Linked DNA regions of Triticum aestivum: region 1 is linked to region 2. The links are chromatin contacts, called in public HiCAR-type maps. All regions are on one chromosome and are shown on one strand. Each heading gives the region's core, a stretch centred on a gene start, on an enhancer-like site or on the middle of the called end of the contact. The rest is flanking DNA. Distances are from core to core; before and after follow the strand shown. Region 1 holds the start of LOC123145486 (transcription factor ILI5). Region 2 holds the start of LOC123145485 (RINT1-like protein MAG2).

Region 1 (3,389 bases), core at 61-2,560, 400 kb before region 2:
CCAGTCTAGTATTAATTTGATCTCGTAGTACGTATTCCAACAAAAGTTAAAGCTGGGGTGGTACAACATGACGATGATATTAATTTGCTCTAGGTAGTAGTAGTACCGTAGTAGTGGTCGGTCGGTTGTCTATAGAGGACACAACTCGATCCAATGCCACCAACTAAATTTACAGATCGAGTAGTAGATCAAGAAAGGGACAACAAAAGAGGGGAAGAGGCAGACAGGAGGACGGGGGGAGCTATCTATCCAGCTCCGAGCTAGCGAGGGAAGCACACGGAGGAGACGATCGAAAGATTAGCTCAAGCAGCAGCCAGCGCGCGAGGATAAGCTTTGGCCCAAGGTAGGAACGCTAGCTAAGCTAATGCCCTACGTAGTACAGACGGAGTGAAGCTTAGAGACACGCAGTACATTTTTTGATCTACACGATCAGATCTAGGCAGAAAGGGAGCAGAAAAGAGACATTACATATTTAAATATGTGGAGGACGATATATATACCCTAGCTAAGCAAAGCTCTCGTACGTGTCCGGCTGGCCGGCGGAGAGACCCATGGCGCCGCTGCCGCTTAATTGTCCTGGCGGTTGAGCTCTCGCCGATCGACCGGCCGGCGCTGTGGTACGATCACGAGCGGAGGATGCCGCGGATGATCTCCGCTTCGGCGCTATTGTGGTCCATGGTCGACATGAGGTCCGACAGCCGGTCGCTGAGGTCGTCCACCTCCCGGTGGAGGCTCTTGATGTAGCTGCACGTCTCCTTCAGCAGCTTCGTCGTCGACGCCTGCATTTTCATTTCACTCCCCGTTATTTCGTGCTGGCTTCGTGCAAGTCAAACTCGCACGGACAATGCAACCACCTAGCTAGCTGGCGAGTGGTAGAGTAATGTGCGTGTGCATCGCTGTTGTGAGCTTAAGCAAGTTACCTGGCTGGAGCCGCGGCGGCGAGAGTTGGGGAGCAGAGACTGGAGCTTGGACATGAGCTCGTTGACCTCCTCGTCGGAGATGGCGCCGCGCGACGACCTTCTGCTCGACATCTTCTTCCTAGCCGCTGCTACGTCGCTGGCCGGCCGGGATGAGCAAGCTAGCTAGTGCCGGAGCAAGCAGACTGCAGACTCCCGCCGGCTAACAAAGCTACGGAGTGTGTACGCTCAAAAGGTGCCGGGCGGTTGGCCGGTGAGCGAAGGGAGGCCCTCGCTGACGTCGAGCTGCTCAGGATACTCGCTGGATAACTTCTAGTTGTGCAATCGCTGGAGGAGTGTGTGAGGGAGACAGAAAGGGAGAGGGTGTCTTTATAGGGAGGAGAACGGATTGGGGAACGATGTAGATGCGCGGAGATAATTCGACCCCGGCAAGTAATTATAGCACTAGCTACTGGCGGAGAGCAAAAGTAGGAACGCTAACGGGGTAGCCGGGCCCGCGTGTCTCTCTCCGTCTAATCACTGATGAGCCAGGCCTCCCGGGCCCCACTGTCATCGGCGCGTGGGCCCCACAGGTGGAGAGGCAGCTCGTTGGGCCCTACTTAAATGACCACCCACCACTGGCCATGTGCCCCATGCTGCCTTGCAGGACTGTTCAGTTTTACCGGGAAAGAACCCCTGGCTAGACGTGTTCGCCTCCTCGCCATGCTGACCGATCCAGCAACGTCCAGGAAATCGACAAGATCATTCGTTGCGTTTGAGGTTGTGATTTGATGTTATCCGAAGCGAAAGTCCCTCGGCTCGGTCTCCTGGCTCCGAGCCTTGTTAAGCGTACGTGTATGTACCACGAACTGATGTGTGGACGAATCAAACCCCTGCCAATCGTCGGCATTGCCTAATTAGCCGAGTAGTGCAAATTGAGAGTTTTGATCATGGAGTAACAAGCTTTTCGGAGAAAGAACACGCACCTTGTAAAGCTAAACAGGGACATGGATCGATGACCTCTTCTCTCCACCCTTCCGTCATTGTCGTGAGAACGGACACGGACGCAACTATTGTATTGCACTTGCACACATACGTGCAACACAGCAACTCTCTAATCAGCGGCAAGTCTTTTATTAACTACGTCAATCAACTATATATATCCGCACTATGCACAAGAAAACAAGTCGAGCGCCAGACCCAAAAGATGCCCTGTCCCCGGCGGGCTGCCCGGGACGTGAGAGCGGACGCGTACATGCATGCACATACGCCTTTCATTCTCTTGTCGTGTGCTGTGTGCATGCCAGCACAGTGACACATGACACGCCGCTTTAATTAACTAGTAGTAGTACGTGTTTTATGTGCAGCAAACGTACCTAACACAGGAGATTAGCGCCTGGATTCAGCGCGATGATTGAGGGAGAGTGACGCAACACGTACGCCTACGGTTTTTTATTCATGCATGTACATGTAAACGTCTTATACAGTAGTATAATTATACGTATAATTAGTTAGGAGTTGGTTTGCTGCATGCATGGGGGTGGGCTCAGTTTGGCGGGGTTTACCGAACGGCGGGACGCAAATCTCGGGCGCCCGAAGCGTGGAGCCCCTGCGCCGCTGCCATGTTGGCCATCGAAACCAACCGGGCGGGCTAGCGACCGGACAGCGCGCGCCAACCTTCACGTGACCGTCGCGTGGCGAGCGCGTGCTCGTGTTTAAGGCCGCCGTCCATGTGGCCGATCGGGGCCTGGCCGCCCTGGCTCCGGCCGCGTGACCGTCATGTCACGAGCCTCTCCACCGCTGGACGGCACGACACGAGGGCCCCGTCGTCGATCGGTGGTCTGGTCCGGCCCCGCCTTCCCGTCCGGCCGTCTCCATCGGCCGATCGGCCCGGCCGGCGGATCCCGCGACCCGGGGGGGGAATACGTGCCTGCAGCGCCCGTTGCGAGATCCAGGCGCGCGAACCAGGCACGGCCACGTACGGCGTGCGCGCGCGGCGCGGGGCGGCCGCAGGCCACAGACGGTAGATTAGCTCGGGCCGGGTGGGTGCACAGCTGCCGCTCCCGCTGGTAGCTTGTGGCGGGCAAAAGGGGCGCGCATGTGAGGGGCACGCCGCGGTGGTGGGTCTCGGGCCGATGGCGAGGCGGCAGGGCGCCCACCGCCACCGCCACCGCGTGCTCGCGCCCTCCTCGGCTATCTTTGCCGCGGGATTACGTTACACGCCACGTACGTGTGTCCCCGATCCAGAAGATCGATACCCACATATGCGCCTTTAGTTAACTAACTAACGAGCTCGCCTTCGGCCCTTCCGTGGGGCATGTTTATTGTTTGCTTTAGGCCCGGCCGGCCACCCGACTACTACATCTACTCCAGTTAGCTAGCTAGCACGGAGGTAGTATCTACCTGTGCTGGAGTGCTACTCTACAGGTAGCAGCAGCACAGTTCTCCTACTACTACGTACTAGCACCTCTGTTCCTCTCTGTTCTCACGACA
Region 2 (3,683 bases), core at 497-2,996:
GCGCACTAGTAATCCACTTTCCCCTAGCAGTAGTTTAGTTGTGGTATCAATCCTGTAAAACAGTAACTGGCTGACTGCCTCGGTTAAGGAGATTACTAGCAGTAACGCACCATCTAGCAACCAAATGGGAATTATAAAAATCCTTTAGATCATATTACCGCAAAGTACCGGCCATGGGAAAACAAAAAGATTTTTTTCCCAATTCTAGGAAATTATCAAATTAAATTATCATCTTAATAAGAGAATTAAAAGATTCTGCTAGTAGCCTAGTACCTCCCTGCCATAAGGGTGATTTCACTCATTAATTTGGCATTTCAAATCAAACCCGCTTTTTTTCGGCTTCTTCATTGTCGAAGAACTCGGTGCAATCGTCACAGTGTTATTTTATTTATTTCTCAAGTGTGGTCGTTTTAAAAACTAAACTTCTAGTCCAACCACCACCAAGACTCCTGCACCAACCAAAACACTCCACTGCCTAAGAATTAAGCATGGAAAGAATATTGGCTGCCATAAGGATAGGAAAACATAATGAATGTTCTGGTTTTGACACTCCTGTCAGTGGAAGATCGCTGATAATGCAGTTACAGACAGGACTAATAGCTAACTGTGGCTCGTGAATAAAGAATCAGCAACTAACAATCTAACATGGACACAATAATGAAATGCCCCCACAAATTTCTAGTTAACTACAGGGACAAAAGGCAACCCATAGATCCACATTATCAAAATGAGGCTCACTTACAGGAGCTGCCAGATCCATGCCATAATTGAGGGCCAGAACAGTTATCATCATCCATCCTAGCTGTACTGAGCTAGATCTGTATCAACCAAACTTAACTATTAACCTAACCAAACAGACGATTTGCCACATAAAACCACTCTGCTCCTGCACAGACACTAAGTCCCATCACACCAAACACTCGTACGACATATTAAGCAATGAGCCGCTGGTCTCAACTCTCAACTCTCAACTCATGAATCATAACACATTATGCCTAAACAAACATAACCATCATAAGAGGAAATAGACATCATAGCAAATTGTCAATATAGTGTTTATCATTCGAAATTTAAGCCAGAGCGTGGCACAATGATCTAAAGTGTGATCTTCAGAGATGCTCACCAGCGTAATCTCTAACCATGTCTACTCTCGCCACGTCGGTGGCCAGGGGAGGGAGTTGTTCAAACAGCATCTTCTCGCTCCCAGCCTCCACATCTTCTCTAACCCCTAGAAAAACCCCAAGAAATAGAATTACAGCTTAGCAGCAGCATACGTCAACTAGAGAAGCTCGAAAATCAGTAATTCCATGAGCATTTGCTTAAGATACCCGTCTTGTCGGTGGAGGCCTTGAGGGCGGCGAGGCCACCGCGCACGGCGCAGAGGGCGGAGCCAGCGGCCCCGAGGGAAGAGGAGTACGCGGCGGCCACATCCGCGAGGCGGGCGGACAGTTCGGCGACCGAGGACTCGAGCTCCGCGCAGCGCCCGCGGATCTCGGCCTCGACGTCTGCGGCCGCGGCGAGGTCGGCCGGGGAGCGGAAGCGGACGTCGAGGAAGCGCCGGAGCTCTGGGGTGATGTGCGGGGGACTATGGAGCAGCGGCGACGGAGCCGCCGCTTCCATGGCGCGAACGGGTCCCCCCGGCTTAGGGTTTGGATCGCGGAGAGGAGTCGAGATGGGGGAAGCGGGGAGGAAGACCGGCGAAGGCAATCAGAGTACTGATGCTCCAGGCTGTAGTTTTTGTTTTTCTGAGGAACGGAGAGCTGTAGGTTGTAATCTTGGGCGTCGATTTGAGCGGGCATCGCTATGTCTCGCGTTCAGCGAGTCGAAGCTTCCGACTCGCTGAACCACGCGAGCTTATGGGCCGGCCCAGGTCCCGGGTACTACACTGCCTCGTTTTTCTCTGTTTTTTTTCACGTTTTTATTTCATTTTTTTGTTTCACTTTTTTAATTTTTTTACACTTTCAAATAGTCTAAATATATATATTACAAAAACATAGTTTAAATAATATTTATAAAAATGTTAATCATGCATTTAAAAAAATATTGAAGAAGTATTTATAAAATGTCGAACGAGTATTTGAAAAATCTTGAATAAGTATTTGAAAAAAGGTTGAACAAGTACTTCATTTTTTGATCATGTATATAAAAATGTTCAACAAAATCTGAAAAATATTGAACAAGTATCTAAAAAATGTTGAACAAGTATTTGAAAAACTGTTGACCATGTATATAAAAATATTAAACAAGTATTTGAAAAATGTTAAACAAGTATTGAAAAAATTTAAATTGTATATTAGAAAAATATTGTTGACATATACAAAAAATGTACAATAATAACCAAAAAAAGAAATGAAAAAAACAAGAAAGAAAGTGCAAAAAAGAATGAAAAAATTGAAGAAGAAGAAAGAAAACAAAAAAGGAAAAAGCCTCAAAGAAAACCGGTTTGAAATAGCCTCAAGTATGACACGCACCTACTACTTATCACTAACTTGACTTGGGCGGAGTGGTAGCAGCATCTGCGGATCAAACCTTGGTTCTCCCTTTACCTAATCTATTTTTCTTAATATATGCGTGCGCGAATGGGCCGACCCAATACGAAGCAGGGAGAGGAAAAATCCTCAGCGAGAGCTCCCTCTCGTCTCGCTTAATGCGAGAAATAGACACCACAGATTTGAGCGGGGTAAGTGTTGATGATGAGGTCGATGACGCGAGGTTTGATGGGCTCGGTCGTTGAGACCTAATATGGGTCGTGCCATCGCAACTTGGGACATGTATGCACGATCCACCTGCGTGAACTATATCTCGTGGTTATAGTGAGCTGGAAGAATGTCTCGCGTAGACCATTTTACACTCCTGTTGTTTATTGGACCGACCCAGTTCGATCTTTTTTCTTTCATTCGCTGGCTTTCTCCCTCGCTTGATCGCTACTCTTCGTTGGTTTAGTTCGGTTTTTCTCATTTTGTAGTTTTCTTCTATTGTCTCTTTTTCAATTACTTTGTTTCTTCATGGTTTTCTTCAGTTTTTTGCTTGTCATTTGTTTTTTCATCGGTTTTCTTCATTCCTTTCACGATTGTTACTGATTTTTTTTCTTGGTTTTCACTATTTTTTGCGTTTCTTTCATTGTTCCTTTTCTCCTTTTTATTTGTTACCTTCTCATGTTTCATTTTTTTCATTGGTTTCCTTCGGCTGCCATTTTCTTTTTGTTTCTTGTATTTTAGATTTTATTCTGTTTTGTTGTTTCTTGTCTATTTTTAAGGTGTTTCTTTTTTGTCAACACATATCTATTTTTTCAATACATCACATACATTTGTAGTGTACACGTGAAACATTTTTTGGCAAAAGATTGAATATATTTTAAATATATGATATACATTTTTTTCATAAATGCTTTGAATAGATGAACAATGTTTTTCAAATACACATTGAACATTTTTTATGGCAATAAACTTTTTTTCAAAAACTGAACGACCATTTCTTAAATACATGATACATATTTTTTAAAACATATGTTTTTTATGTCTAAATTTTCCATATACATTTGTAGATTTTTCTATATATTAGAACATTTTTATACACATCTACCATTTTCCAAGTACATGATTGACATTTTTCTAAAACTTATATTATTTGATATCTACTATTTCCATACACATTTGTATATTTTTTTGTTTGACTGGGAATAT

What was found. HiCAR-type assays count read pairs that join an accessible place to other places.
Region 1: a HiCAR-type map of leaf shows a contact between it and region 2, with 6 times the contacts expected there. The contact joins the promoter of LOC123145486 here to the promoter of LOC123145485 in region 2. A contact is called at or near these places in 2 of 5 Hi-C or Micro-C datasets (both in leaf) and 1 of 1 datasets of contacts at active chromatin or transcription factors (leaf).

Annotation. Positions count from the first base shown.
Region 1 is chr6D:414,661,326-414,664,714 of IWGSC CS RefSeq v2.1, reverse strand. It overlaps LOC123145486 (transcription factor ILI5), which reads right to left and starts at 1,310. Exons shown (of 2, transcript XM_044564913.1): 1 at 921-1,310; 2 at 1-779. The coding sequence starts at 1,031. The coding sequence ends at 624.
Region 2 is chr6D:414,259,374-414,263,056 of IWGSC CS RefSeq v2.1, reverse strand. LOC123145485 (RINT1-like protein MAG2) reads right to left here and starts at 1,746. Exons shown (of 4, transcript XM_044564912.1): 1 at 1,329-1,746; 2 at 1,124-1,228. The coding sequence starts at 1,620.